2 separate regions of the Mus musculus genome follow, and region 1 is linked to region 2. Evidence: chromatin contacts called from public HiCAR-type data. All regions are on one chromosome and are shown on one strand. The core of a region is the stretch at or near the end of the contact, and the rest is flanking DNA. Distances in the headings are between cores, read along the strand shown.

Evidence for each region. HiCAR-type assays count read pairs that join an accessible place to other places.
Region 1: a contact with region 2 is called in a HiCAR-type map of astrocytes, with 4 times the contacts expected there. The contact joins two enhancer-like sites. A contact is called at or near these places in 1 of 115 datasets of contacts at active chromatin or transcription factors (astrocytes) and 1 of 9 other capture datasets (embryonic stem cells).

What each region holds. Positions count from the first base shown.
Region 1 is chr7:115,864,793-115,867,524 of GRCm38.p6, reverse strand. The region is part of intron 2 of Sox6 (SRY (sex determining region Y)-box 6); the gene reads left to right. Among named protein-coding and RNA genes, the nearest start is that of Sox6os, 170 kb to the left of the region's middle. Within about 2 kb of position 1,359, at least 65 of the 459 cell types and tissues checked have an H3K27ac peak or open chromatin away from gene starts, as enhancers often do. A contact at or near this core is called in astrocytes, where this site is marked.
Region 2 is chr7:114,891,532-114,894,449 of GRCm38.p6, reverse strand. No RefSeq gene overlaps it. Among named protein-coding and RNA genes, the nearest start is that of A730082K24Rik, 56 kb to the left of the region's middle. Within about 2 kb of position 1,364, at least 28 of the 459 cell types and tissues checked have an H3K27ac peak or open chromatin away from gene starts, as enhancers often do. A contact at or near this core is called in astrocytes, where this site is marked.

The DNA of each region.
Region 1 (2,732 bases), core at 110-2,609, 970 kb before region 2:
TCAGTTTAGTTTTTCTTTTATTTGGAACTATTTTTCTTATGATAATATATTAAGGATTTGGGTGCTTAATTTAATGTTAACTCTAAAAGGCACACCGAATAAATACTTACAAGAGAATCTTACTACACGGATACCTAGAAACTCTCCCTGGCCCTGCAGTTGCAGAATTCCCGTGGCGAGGGCATTCTCCACATGCCCACCATTATCTGATGTAATGAAAAGAGAAAGTGTGCAGCAGCGAGATTGTTAATTAATTTAGCCTAACAAGATGAAGACGAATGAAGCAGAGCACAGGATGAATGAAGGAAGAGGTCTTATTTACAATGTAATACATTTTTATATAATACAGATTTTACTTGGTTTAAAAATAGATCCCCCCAATACTATGAACAAAATCAATCCCCACCCCACCATTCCACATGGAGCTCCTGGCCTGACCTCACAGAAAGCAAGCCAGGGCTCCATATGGAAGACACTTCTCCAATGTGTAAACAGGGCTTTTCTTCTGCTAAGAATCCTACAGTAGTTAACCTTTAACTCCAGGGTTTTATTATTCCTGCTGCAGACAGAGGTGAGCACAAGCACAGAGACCTGGAAGCTTTTAGGTCTCTTGTCCTCCAGGTTGCCCCAGACATGCCGTCTCTGTTGTTTAATAATCATTTTATTTTAATTGTCTTTCACTAAAGGCAGGAATCTCAAGGGCTGGGGGGTGGGGTGGGCAGGGAGGAAAAGCTGTGTGCTTCTTACTTGCAGTTACACAGGGTTCTTAGACTCGCATTATTTTAAAGTCCCCCCTTCAGAGAGTAATGAGCTTTCTCCGGGATCTGACCTTTCGTCATTCCTGCTTTCTGCTCAGAAGTACTTCCTTCCTTCCTACTGTAGCTAGAAAAGACAGTCTCTTATCTCGAGTTACTGTAGGCAGTGGTGACAGGACTCCACAAATGGTGGTATTATGATCACTGTGTTTTTATCTCAGGGGTCAGGAACAAATGCATGCAACTGCTTCTAAGGATTTCAATAAATAGGACTTTTTTTTTTTTAGTCCAGACAATCGCCTTTTATGTTACTTTTAAACAAAGCTACTAGTCCATCAAGAGTTTGAAAAGAAAACAATTCCACAGAGTGCCGGTATGGCCACAGACCAATCATCATGGCACCCATTCTCAAGTCCTTTATTTTTCAAGTCCACAACAATAGGTTGTTGATTCAATGGACAAGACCAGAACAATTAAGTTCTCTGTTTAGCAGCAGTGCAGCATTTTAATGCCCTTCTCTAATAATGCTCTCATTATTGTTATTCTAAGACTGGGCCTCAGGAGGAGGAATATTTGCTGGAGGTACGTCATTATTTTGCAAATTTCGATTAGCTCATCATGTTGTCTGTAGTGTGAAAATCGTAGCTAATTAGGGCAGCCAGTTAGACGACCAGCTTTTGAGCTTATGAGTTAAAAGGTAGCATACTTGATAGGCCAGCGATGTGAAAAAGGTGGTAAAAAGGAGGATTAGAGCAGTTGCCTTAGTAACTCCAACTTCCATCTGGGAGGGAACAATGGACTTGTGTTTCTCCCCCACCTTGGTGTAAAAATTGGTTTTGTTTTGAAAGGACAGGGTTCTTTTTATGACAATCTGGAATTCAGCCCAACTGAGTGCAGTTTTAGTTGTTAGGAGAGACCATTGGGATAGGAAAGATGAAAAGGTCATGGTGAGCCTCAAGGACATGAAAGGTCGTTGTCTGGGGAAACAATGGTAGATTGTGTTCTTTTTTCTCCCTCTCTCTAATATTTCAAGCCAGCCAGCCCCTAAGTCAGGTGATGGGACAAATACCTACAGTTTAGTCAGGTGAAACAGGAGGAGGGGAGGATTTGGGGGAGAGAATTTGTACTATGCCAAAGAAAGAAAGGAAGAAAGAAGGAAAGAGAAAAAGAAAGAAAGAAAGAAAGAAAGAAAGGAAGAAAGAAAGAAGAAAAGAAAAGAAAGAAAAGAAAAGAGAAGGGAAAGGGCTGTCCCCAACCTGCTTCAGTTGAGAGAGTAGTATTTCTTTGTCACCGTCCTGAGATCCCAGTGTGCTCTGGATGGGTTGCCTCTGGGCCAGCACATCTCTGGGAACCTCTCCAGCGTGTGGAGCTTGATTTAAGCTTTCTCTTCGAGCTCCCGGAGGACCAGTGATGTGATACTTAACAATAAATTTAGTTGTTGTCGCTTTCTTGCATTATTGGTACCCTTAAAAGGTTTTCCTTAAAATGCACACAGAATAAAATGAATGATAAATATGAAAGAAATTTGTCTCCGCACTCCACAGGGTTTTACCATAAATTCTATGACTTCCATCACAGAAAGTTTACAGGAAACTGTTTAGATGTTGCTGCAATAGCAGTTCAATTTTTTTATGTACGTAAGAAAATGCCACAATTTTAGGATCTACTAGGGCTTTGTATATGGGGATGGTGATAGAAAAAGACTGAATACAGCACCATTTCTTTAAAATCCTCAAAGCCAAATCACCCTTCCCAGGGTCACAATACTTGTAGTTCAGTGAAATGAATGACTTCTCTTTTCCTTCTATATTAGTCTCTCTCTCTCTCTCTCTCTCTCTCTCTCTCTCTCTCTCTCTCTCTCTCCCTCTCCCTCTCCCTCTCCCTCTCCCTCTCCCTCCCCCTCTCCCTCCCCCTCTCCCTCTCCCTCTCTCTGTGTAGAGAGCTAAAAAGAATAAAGAAAGGAGTGTTGCATTTTAT
Region 2 (2,918 bases), core at 115-2,614:
ATGGAGGCAGGGTGACACTGAGTTGTTAGGGAAAGAGAGAGGTTTGGTTCTTATTTTTTCTGATTCCTGAATCCTGTTCCTCCTCCTCCTCTTCTTCTTCCTCCTCCTCCTTCCTCTTTCCTCCTTCCTCTGCTAGTTTCCCCTTCACCTTCTTTCTCCTCTGTTCCTCTTCTTTTACCCCCTTTGTTGGTTAGAAGTACCAGACAGTGTCCTATTCTGTCACATGGCCCTTTCCGTTTGTAGCAAGAAGGCCCAGGGTTCCTGTGAATCATTTCCTTCAAGACCATCAAGATCTGCAAAACACTTAGTAAATAATACAGAAAGGAATGGAAGGAACTCAGAATGTCTTGTTATCACTACTGATATTGCTGCTATTGTCCAGAAACACTATCACAGGGCAGCACTATTGCCCTGAACAACCTCTGAGGGGCAGAAGCTGCCCTCTAGCCTCATCCTTGAAGTTGAGGAAGAGAAGTTGATAATTCTGATGTTGAGAACTACAACAGAGCCACCACCATTTCTTCTGTGAATGTGAGAACCAAGGAAGTTCATTTGCTTTTGTATGTTTGTTCGGGGATATAGTTATTTTGTTGTTGTTGTTGTTGTTTGGTTTTGTTTGGTTTGGTTTTTTTTGAGAATCTCATACATGATAACAATATGTTTTTTAAACCAACCCATCCTACTCCCTCCCCTCCAATTTTTTTTACACCACTTCTCTCATCCAATTTCATGTACTCTCTTTTTTATTCCACTGAGTCCATTGAGTGCTGTTAGCGTGTGCATGTGCACAAGACCATACTCTGTAATATGAACAAGTTACCAGGGGTCTTATCCCTGAACAAACTGACTCTTCCTCTCCCCATAGCCATCAACTTCCAACAGCTCCTCAGCTGTGGATGGGACTCCATGGACCCTTCCCCTGCTCCCCCTAGAATTCTGGCTGCCTTGAATTTACAAAGCTCTTATGCATACAGCCATAACTGCCGTGGACTCCATGTACAATGGCCCTGTCATTCTAGAAAGCAGTATTGTGTTCTTCACAACCTCTGGGTCTTCCAATCACTCTATACTGTCAATGTTACCATTTGCTCCCATTTTACAGATGACATAATCAAGGCTTAAAGAAGCTACATAACTTGTTAAAGCCATTTAATCTATACATGATATGATTAAAATCTGAGTGCTCCGAGCATCTGAGCCCTACTGACCACAGGATAGTATTTCATGTTGCTAACTTGCTCTGTGAATACAAGCAAGATGCTTCTCCCTGGGTGGCAATTCTCCACCTCTCAGGGCTTTTACAGCTTCAGCAGGCAGAAGAAAGCCAGTGGAGATTCCCCAGGAAGCCAGCTTCTCCCAGCCTGGGCACACTGCCCACCTTTTCCTTGCATATGAATTCACTCCTGACTGCCAGGGCAGCTCTCAGACTCATCTGAACATGCAAATCAGAATTAATTATTCAAGACCAGGCTTACTTTGCATACCAATTCCATTTTCTTCTGGGTGGGAAGGTTCTCACCCCTTTTAACAGTTTAGAATAATGTGTATCAGACTCAAAAATGAAAACAAAAGTCAAAAAAAAAAACTGGCAAGAAAGGAGAAGCCAATTTCTTTTGCTGCTTGTACTTCCCCTGCAGGGCTCCACTGTAACTGACTGAGAATCAGGAAGGAAGAGGTCCCTATAGGCTGGGGTGACAGACCAGATACTTCTGGAATTTTCTAGACCATGAGCATCTGAAGATTTGGCAAATTTTAGAGTCCCTCCCCTAGAAAAGCTACAAATACAAAATGTGGCATAGAGTTTTAGTGTGTCCCTGAGGCCCTCAAGTTCAGGCATAAAGCCCTGGCTACATCTGGAATGTATGGGACCAGAGCCAGCTGAAGAAGGTACATATGCATACTGGGCATGTGGGTAGCATTTGCCAGAGAAAGGCAAGATGCCTGAGGAGTTCACAGTTCATCTGTTTCAAAAATTATATTACCTTGCTGATAGCAAGGTGGGCAAAAGCGTGTCTCAGAGCCCTTGAATGGTTCACCTTAGACCATGTGCTCAAATCCAGTCTTAGAGATGTCTGAAGGTACCTTCCTTTGAAAGACATAAAAATGGTATTACCAAATTACCCCCATTTATATGAACACAATACTAAAAATAACCACATACAAATGAATAGAAGCAAAACAAACTTTTCTTGGAGTAATGTTATTTTGTTAAGATTTATTTTATTTTTAATTTATATGTGTGTACATGGGGTGGGGGGAGGCACCGAGGCCTTAAAGAGCAATTGGGTTCCTTGGATCTAGAGTTCCAGGTGTTCATGAGCTACCGGGTGTGGATGCTGGGAACCAAATTCAGGTCCCCTGGAGGAGCAGTGAGCACTCTTTACTGCTGAGGCTCATCTCCAGCCCCTGAAGTTATCTTTGAATGCTATTAAGAGTAGATCTGATTTTTCTTTTGGGTGATCAAGTTTCTCTCTAACTTGTTGGTGTTGTTATTGTTGTTGTTGTTGTTGAAAACTTCTGTCTTCTAGTGAAAAGCAATCACATAAAGTTGATATCAAGAGTATGTGGATGGCTGGACGGTGGTGGTGCATGCCTTTAATCCCAGCACTTGGGAGGCAGAGGCAGGCAGATTTCTGAGTTCGAGGCCAGCCTGGTCTACAGAGTGAGTTCCAGGACAGCCAGGGCTACACAGAGAAACCCTGTCTTAAAAACCCAAAAAAAAAAAAAAAAAAAAAAAAAGAGTATGGGGATGAAAGACCAATGGGTGTTACATGACTGTCCTCTGAGAATAGAGATAACTGTGTTCCATTGTGACACTATTAAGAAAGTGAACATATAGGACTATCTATGGTGAGCTGAATACAAGCCATGAAAATAAATAAATAAATAAATAAATAAATAAATAAATAAAGCCTGGC